Regions from separate parts of the Mus musculus genome. Here all the other regions are linked to region 2. A link is a contact called in public Hi-C data. All regions are on one chromosome and are shown on one strand. The core of a region is the stretch at or near the end of the contact, and the rest is flanking DNA. Distances in the headings are between cores, read along the strand shown.

Region 1 (2,710 bases), core at 196-2,695, 66 kb before region 2:
TAGCAGAGACGTCACAATAACACCGAGTTTGAAGCAGTATTCACACAAAGTCAAGAACAAAGAAGAATAAATTTACATGTCCTGATTTACTCAACTCGCCTTTTTTTTTTTCTTTTTCTACTCTTACACCGTCCAGGAAGCTAACTAGGGTATGATACTGCTCATAGTGGACTTGATCCTGCATCTCAATTAATCCACTTTTAAAAATAAAATCCCTCACAGGCATGCCCACGGGCAAACCACCTGATCTAGGCAATCTTTCACTGGGACTCTCTGCCTGGATGCTTCTAGCTTGTGTCAAGTTGATAATTCAAACTAACCATGCAGAGAATACTGCCGTGTGGGGCTCCTGCGGAGCACATCAAACGTATACCAGACCATCTCGAAAGTCAGCTTAGACTGAATGAAGCTAACCTTCGGCTCGATGAAAGGTGTCGCTGAGTTCACTTGAGAAGCAACCAGAATCAGCCACAGAAGCTGAGGAAATGAACTCCAGAGGCAGGCATCTAGGTGAAGGCTATCAGTTTGTCCATCTCTAAGTGAGAACCTTGCATGGCTCTCTCCCAAGCTAATTCAGGAAGATAAAGATCAATATGAATTAAATGGCTTAGCACAATGTCTTCACATCAACTAGGCTTGCCGTGAAGGGACAGACTTGGATAATATATAACATGTCCAAGACACTGTCTGGTTGTTCAGTGTTAGCTTTCTGGCCCTCCATCCTGAGCTGCATCTGAGTTCTGTGTTCTTGTAGTTGGCACAGAGTAAACTTTCCACAGTCTTTGACTTACATGGGAGAAATGAGGCTGTTGAGTTGGTGCATTGCCCCTTTGGGTCTGTTATCATTTTGTGACGTCGCTTCTTTCTGCAAACATGAGCCCAGCCCTAAACACACACACACACACACACACACACACACACACACACACACACACACACCGGCAGCCCCACCACCACTGCCTTCACCACCACCAGCAGCAGCAGCAGCAGCAATAGCAACAGCAACAGCAACAGCAACAGCAACAGCAACAGCAACAGCAACAGCAAGCAACAACATCATCTCAGTGGTTTCTGAGTTCCAATAGAGAGCATCAGTCCTGTGATACCCTCCTTTGCCACAGTGCATTTACTTGCCAGGACTAACCCTAGGGGAGAGAGCTGAAGCCAAGCTGACATCTAGAGCTGACATCCTCCAGGCTGGCCCAGCAGCCCATGCTTCCTTCTCCTTCACCTGATGGTGACCCAGTGATTTGGGCCCCACTGGGCCTGGCCAGACACTGCAGCATCTCCAGCCAGAGCAGCAGAACTCCAGGAGTTGAAAGGAAAACATGAAGGACTCTAAACTGAGAAAGAATTTTTTTTAATGGACTTGCTTTCATATGGCAGCCACACAAAGGCACAGACAAAAATAGCTACTGCAAATTGCTTCCCTGCAAAGCTCCCTTTCCAAGGAGATGCATATCTTCAAGCTGACCTGCTTGTCTGGGAAGAGCTGTCCATCAGAGAATAGCAGGGCAGGGCAAAAGGCGCATTGAGGTTTGGAGAAAGCTGGAGCATCCATGTCTTTGAGGAGCAGCTGTTGGAGTTGGAATTTGGAGACCTCAGTGCCTACCTCCATCTACACAGAACTGAAATGGTAACACCCTCAAACACACACACTAGAAGGAAAGTCAGTATTGGTTTTTTCTCCTTTCCTTTGTTTTTCCACTTTCTGGAATAGAATTACTGCCTTGTGGGTCTGGAACTAAGAGACCACTGCTAATGCCAGGTGGCAGGGTTCTTTCTCCTTGCTAAGTAAATTAAGGCCCTATTTCAACTCAGCATACTTTTGAGTTCACCTAAAGTCAACAGTCCTGTGCTAAAGGCCAGCTATAGGCCTGGTCAGATTGCTGAGTACTTGGGTGCAAGGATGTGTCTTCACATAGCCTCTTTTCTTTTCTTTCTTTTTTTTAAAGGCATTTTTATTAGATATTTTCTTCATTTACATTTCAAATGCTATCCCCAAAGTCCTCTATACCCTCCCCTCCACCCTGCTTCCCCAACCCACCCACTCCTGCTTCCTGGCCCTGGCATTCCCCTGTACTGGGGCATATGATCTTCGCAAGACCAAAGGCCTCTCCTCCCATTGATGGCTGACTAGGCTATCCTCTGCTACATATGTATGCAGCTAGAGACACAGATAGCCTCTACTTACGAGGTGATTTCATGCAAGGTCCCTGGCAGTGACTCAAACCCTTCCTAATCTCCCTCTTAGGGATGTTGACTTTCAGCAAAGGCCATATTGATGCTATGCCCTCTCTAGGATCCAGGTAATCATCTCAGACCTTGCTTTCTTTCAGCAACTGATTCATCCCATTGATTCTGCTAAGCCAATCAGAAACCCATCCTTCTTCACAGGTTCCTTGTTGCTAGGTCCTGTCTAACATTTAAGACTTCTGCCCAGCCTTCTGCTGGGACCTCCATGGTAGACTCCTTGGCCTTCAGTTCTTCCAAGTTCTTTTCACTCTGTCTCTAGAGTGATTATTCTCTAACAGAATCTCATCACATCTCAGCCATCTTAAGGATGTTTCCCCTTGCATCATTTCCTCTAATAATTGGTCTTATTCTTTTGTTTGTAGTTCCAAATTTGGTGGCCACTTGCTAGCCAGAGTGAGGAAGTCAGAGACCCTAGGGCCTATGTAGAAATCTGGCTAAAAGGTTGTAGAAATAA
Region 2 (2,870 bases), core at 326-2,825:
AGAAAAAAAAACCTCCTCAAGTAAAAAGGAGAGAAAAAATGACAGCAGAAAGAGAAGACAGGAGAGGGGGAGGTAATAAGTCAGAAGATGGAAACGGCACCATTAAATGCAGTCATGGCTGGTCCCAAGTTAGACTGTGTACAAACTGAAAAATTAACTCAAAAGTGTAATCCGTGCCTTACCATTTGGAGGCAGTCCTTTCTAATCAGGTGTTACTCGATTTTTCTTTCTAGTAAGCAGTTGTTCCCAAGGGATTACAACAAAGAAAAACAAAGGCATGGAGGAAGTGTATGGACATCCCCCCCACCCCATGCTACATCCCCCACTCCTTTCAAACCTGAGCACCCTCCAAGGAAGATTCTAGAATCAGGGTCTGTCAGCAGTGACCCTGCTTGCTCCTGCTCATTTCTCCTTGACTGCTTTTCAGAGAAACCCCTGGGTGGTCTAGCACCCACCACCCATCATTGAAAGGAACTGCTCCACACATTCCAGACACCTCCCCAACAGGGTTACAGACCACCCCAAAACCAAAGTCAGAAAGAGTTGGGATTCTAGTCTCATTGATCCAAATTAACACTGACAGATCATCTCTCTCTTATTACAAAGTCCAAGCACAGAGGTTGGTTTACAAAGGATTTTGTATCTTCTGCTCGCCCCAGACCTCTAGGTTCAAATTCTTTAATAGTTCCATTTAATTCCAACTTCAGCTGCCACTGCTGCCAAGAGGTTTCTGTCTAATTCTGGCCATATCGACTTTCCCCTTGTCTGCCTGCCTAAAGCAATTATAAAGAAATGCATGAGTCTGAGTATCCAATCAGAAAGCACTATAGTGTTCTCCATCTCAGTCCTTCTCTAACCCCACTACGGCATCACCAGAAATGTGCATACACTCATTCACTTGTCTGCAAGCGGCCCTGAATACCAGGCAGTGCAATCTCATTTACCAAGCACAAAATTTTTTACTTGCCCAAGACTATACCACTCCAGGGCTGGCATTTAAGACCAGTGCCCCTTCAGGCTACCCATCATTTGTCATGGCACTTATGTCAGTATCCCGACACTGTTGACTTCTGTGCCTGTCAACTTCTAGAGGAAAAGGACTGAATTATATTTACTTTGTAAGTGTTCGACTTCCTGATACAGAATGGGCACTTGTCAGCTGTAAATAATCTGACCTGAATTCAGTAATTGTCCACATGCAGCAGTTCTTTGTTATCCCTGGGGGATACCATCCCTGAGTGGCCAGATCCACATGCTGCAAGACAGCTGATTCTCAAGCTCATTCTAGTGTTTATAATTTTATCAACAGCCCTAAGAGAGTTTGAGCTCTGGCATTTTTCACTTGTGCACACCAGTCACCTGGGATCTTGATAAAATGCAGATCTGGGTAAGATGGTAGAGTTCTAGTTGCCTCCGTGTGACACGGTAAAGATTCTGAATCAGAAAAGTAGACATGTTGAAGACTCAGAAAGAGAAGACCTTTCAGAAATCCACCAAGAGTGTGCTAGAACAGATGCAGAGTGTTGGACACAAGATAACGAAATCAACAGGAGGTGGCCCAGGCTGAACTGAGCTCCAACAACTCAGCTCCTGGCTTTCGGAAGAAAAGCAAAAACCCCATTCCAGGCCCTGATGGAAACAGATTAGCAGTCCTTCCCTTGGGGAAAACCCACAACCCTCTCAAGCTTCAAATTCCTTACAGGCTTTAGTGGGACAGTGATTCCTCTAACAGACAGGTCACCACAAGGGCACAAAAATTCCATTTTGTCACTCAGTACAACTTGGTAGCTGTGCACTATCTTCAACCCTGCTGTGTAAAAATACACTACCCAGAGCACTTGAGGACAGGAACAATCATAAATCAGGAAGCTTGAGTCTAACTTGCCATAGCACCAAGAGGGACTCCTTGGAGGCAGTCATGGACAGCAGCCTCTTGTACCTTGCCTCTCCCTTCCCTACCCTTTTCAAGCTGAGAAGATACAAGCATCAGGGAGTTGGGCTCAGGAAGTGAGTCCTATTACAGAAAAAAGTAGCCCTCCCTCTCTAACTGAGAACAACATTGGAATTTGACAGCCCAGAGCCTGAGCTCAGTAGGTGAATGAACCTCTGCAGCCATCTACCTGTCTTTCACACTGTGGAGTTGAAAAGTCTAAAGTTCTCGCAAGCACATGTGGATCCTCCAATAAGCTGAAGAATATTTGATCTTTTGAAGTCAATATACCAAAAACATAAACCAAAGTTATAATATTAAAAGCTGTAAGAGAAAAAGAGCAACTAACTCACTAACAAAAGCAACACATCAAAATATATCAGGCCTCTTGTCTGCAAACCTAAAAACCAAGAAACATGGAATGATATATCTCAACCCCTGAAACTAAGTAACTAACAATCAATATTTCTATATGTAAAATTTTATCTTTCAAAATTAATTGAGAAATAAGGTCACTATGTGACAAACACAAACTAACACAGTATGTGACTGCTGTGCCAATACTGCAGAAGATACTTAAAATAATACTATGCACAGAAGAGAAAGACTATCTCAGTCATAACAGCACACAGAAGAAAAATCTCATGGGAGGATAGTTGAACAAAGGAAAGCTTGCAGGAGTCAACCATGCCCAATACAGTAAACCAGAAAAATCTCTGATTCTAATAAGGTAAATAGAAAAGAATAAACAAATAACCAAAATATAACTAAAATAAATTATAGTAATTGGCAAGTACCAATCAATAATAACTTAAATGTAAATAACCTCAACTCTCCAATAAAAACCCACAGACTAACTGGCTAGATTAAAAGGCAAGATCCAATTATCTCTTGTCTCAATGAAACACACCACATGGGCAAAGATACTCACAGACTAAGA
Region 3 (2,804 bases), core at 52-2,551, 110 kb before region 2:
CAAATCAGGTCACTGGACTGCCAAGCAGATGCTTCCAAAATTGGGTACACAATGAAGTTAATGCTGAATTTTTAATTTTTTTCTATCTTGTTTGGTTTGTTTGGTATCCATGTGTCCTGTGTTCCTTTCCCTGCATCTATCTAAATAGCAGGTAAGATACTTGATGTTTATTGCATGATAAAAAAGATGACCCAGTAAAATGAAGAACAAGAGTGCACTTTGGGGCATTCTGTTTTTAAAGCCTGACCTTCTAACACAAAGACAAACGGGTCTGGATGGTGTGTGGTGAGCATGGACTGTGCTTCAGGCTCTCTGAGATCCCAGGAAGCAGTTTGCCTGGACTGAAATAAGGACACAAGTTTGAGGAGAATGTGGGTTCTTTGTTTACCCTAGGTTAGCCTACATGACGGCAAGATGGCCCAAAGATCAAAGCTCAGACTTCTCTGGAAGCAGAAGGGACATCTGTGCATTGGATACAGATGTCTGTGAGGGAGCCAACTGAGGCCCCCAGTCTCAGTGAGTCATCGGGCAGCAGGATGAGCCTGGAAATGGCTGCTCACTTATAGCAGAATGAGGCCAGAACCAGTCATGTGCTCTCTGTCCCCAGCCAAAGGAGACTGACTCATGATCAGAGGCAAGAGAGGACACAGGGGCTGAAGCACAGATGGGAACATCACCTCTAGCAATAACAACACAGAACGCCTCTGCTCAGCACCTTAGAGATCAACAAAACGCAGGATCTGAGCTACATCTCCTGGTAAAGATGCCCAAAGGGGATGAATTCACACACCTACCTCTCCAGCCAGCAATAGCTTAAAATCAAAACTAGATTCTCCTGGGGAAATAAACAAAAGATCGTCCCATTTCTGGCACACCTGAGGACAGGGGCCTAGATTGGTACCTGCTGCTCAGGAGTCTATAATTGGGGAGGGTGGTGTCACCGTGTGCTGTTCCCTGGGGTTTCAGCACAAATTCTCACAAGCACCACAGGTGCCACATGGATGTCTTCATCAGCTGTTCTTTGAAGCAGATGGATCCACTATGGTGAGACCCCATAGGTAACAATACTTCTGTTTAGTCTGCCAGGTCCTAGAAGTGGGCATTTCTGCTACCACAGTCATGGTTTGCAGGGAGTCCTTTGCCGGACCATCTAAAAAGAGGCTATTATCACTGTGGATGGCTCCCTGAGAAGTAGGTGTTCCAAGAGCCCTGGCTTAGGGACCACATACCTGGACCCTGGCAAACCTTTGCTTTGGCCAGCACTAGGACCGTGGCTGAGTAAGTCAGCCTCAGCTTTGGTTTCCTGTCCTAAAATAGATCTGATAATTCTTTGCTGCTTAGTCACAGTAGTGGAGTGAGGAAAACAGGAGAGCCAATACTGGAAATGTGAAAAAGAGCAGAGAGTAGTATAAGGCAGTTCCGTTGCCCCCCTTTAGATCCTTCATACCTCTGCCTAGCATAGATTTCATGGCTGCAACCTTCCTTATTGGACTGTGTATGCCTTCCCTAGAAGATCTCTCCAGCCTGCAATTTTCCTGCACAAACTTGACAAGGCCTTCCCATGATATATGGTGCCCCACAGGACTGACCCCATGTTCCTTTCTCCAACCTGGTGACCCACATTCCATTCTTTCCACTAGAACATTTCCGAGCTTATTCTCACTGCTCAAACACTGCTTCCATTGGCCTTTCACACTGGCTCCCTATTTTTTGTACAGAAGTTGAAAGTCCATGAATAAATGTCTGCTCAACAAATACAGCCAACAAAACAATCCTTCTTACCTAGCATCAAACCAGACCCAAGTCCATCCCATCCCTATCACACCAGTCACTTTCTGATGAGCAATTCAGACTCTCAGATACTTTGAGAATAGAGGGGGGGCATCCTGAACAAGAGGTTTCAAGTGTCCCGGTCTCTGGAAAACAGGGGTGTGAATAAGAATGACCTCCAAAGGCTCATATATTTGTCTACTTGCTTACCAGTTGGAGAAACTTCTCAGGAAGTATTAGGAGGTGAGGCTTTATTGGATAAGGTATGTCACTGGCAGTGGACTTGAAGGTTTCTTACAAGTCTATAACATTCTCAGTTAACATTCATGTGCTTGTGGGTCAAGATGTAAGTGCTTAGCCACTGCCCTAGCTCCATGCCCTGCCTTCTCCCATGCTCCCAACCATGATGGCTATGGCCTCACCCTCTGAAACTGCTAGCCCCCAAAATAAACACTTTCTTTCATAAGTTGACATGTTTCTGGTATTTTAGCACAGCAATAGAAAAGCAACTAAGACAGAAAGGATTCCGTCTTTAGTAAACAAATGCAGTTGATGTGTCAGAACCTGTGTGTCGTGTGGTTGGTCTAAACTGGAGACCCCATTCTTTGGGGTGCACTAATGAAACCTATCATTAAGCCTCTTAGGCTAAATCCGAGACCTCGGGGTAAGGAGGCATTTGTTTTTCTTGGAAGACCAGAGCCCTCCATAGTTCTGTGCCTCACTTCCTGTAACATAACTCCACAGACCACATGCTTTCCCCCACTTGATACTCATTCCTACGCCTGCCTAAAATATCTTTCAGGTAGGTAACAGCACTCTTGTTTTATATGTAAGGGAGTGGGGTCTGAGGGTAAGAGATGCTCAAAATTAATGGCAGAACCTTTTAGATGGCTGAAGTCTACAGTTTCCAAAGTTTGTCTTCATTGGTTAGTAAGTTGCTAATCGAGGCTAAAAGAAATTTATGCTCCAAAATCTCAACATTAAAGTGGAAAGATTCAATGCTTTTAAACTTAAGGTTTAACTGACTACAGGGA

The links. Hi-C and Micro-C count contacts between places; a contact is called where the count stands out from the background.
Region 1: a Hi-C map of the N1E-115 cell line shows a contact between it and region 2, with 2.6 times the contacts expected there. The contact joins two enhancer-like sites. A contact is called at or near these places in 1 of 15 datasets of contacts at CTCF or cohesin (the NIH/3T3 cell line), 2 of 484 Hi-C or Micro-C datasets (the N1E-115 cell line and embryonic fibroblasts) and 2 of 115 datasets of contacts at active chromatin or transcription factors (embryonic fibroblasts and embryonic stem cells).
Region 3: a contact with region 2 is called in a Hi-C map of the N1E-115 cell line, with 4 times the contacts expected there. The contact joins two enhancer-like sites. A contact is called at or near these places in 1 of 15 datasets of contacts at CTCF or cohesin (the NIH/3T3 cell line), 17 of 484 Hi-C or Micro-C datasets (the C2C12 cell line, the C3H10T1/2 cell line, the HL-1 cell line and 8 more) and 3 of 115 datasets of contacts at active chromatin or transcription factors (embryonic fibroblasts, fibro-adipogenic progenitors and pancreatic cancer cells).

What each region holds. Positions count from the first base shown.
Region 1 is chr15:64,575,801-64,578,510 of GRCm38.p6, reverse strand. No RefSeq gene overlaps it. Among named protein-coding and RNA genes, the nearest start is that of Gm30632, 43 kb to the right of the region's middle. Within about 2 kb of position 1,445, at least 14 of the 459 cell types and tissues checked have an H3K27ac peak or open chromatin away from gene starts, as enhancers often do. A contact at or near this core is called in the N1E-115 cell line, where this site is marked.
Region 2 is chr15:64,509,711-64,512,580 of GRCm38.p6, reverse strand. No RefSeq gene overlaps it. Among named protein-coding and RNA genes, the nearest start is that of Gm46509, 7.6 kb to the right of the region's middle. Within about 2 kb of position 1,575, at least 20 of the 459 cell types and tissues checked have an H3K27ac peak or open chromatin away from gene starts, as enhancers often do. A contact at or near this core is called in the C2C12 cell line, the C3H10T1/2 cell line and the N1E-115 cell line, where this site is marked.
Region 3 is chr15:64,620,553-64,623,356 of GRCm38.p6, reverse strand. No RefSeq gene overlaps it. Among named protein-coding and RNA genes, the nearest start is that of Gm30691, 8.8 kb to the left of the region's middle. Within about 2 kb of position 1,301, at least 86 of the 459 cell types and tissues checked have an H3K27ac peak or open chromatin away from gene starts, as enhancers often do. A contact at or near this core is called in the C2C12 cell line, the C3H10T1/2 cell line and the N1E-115 cell line, where this site is marked.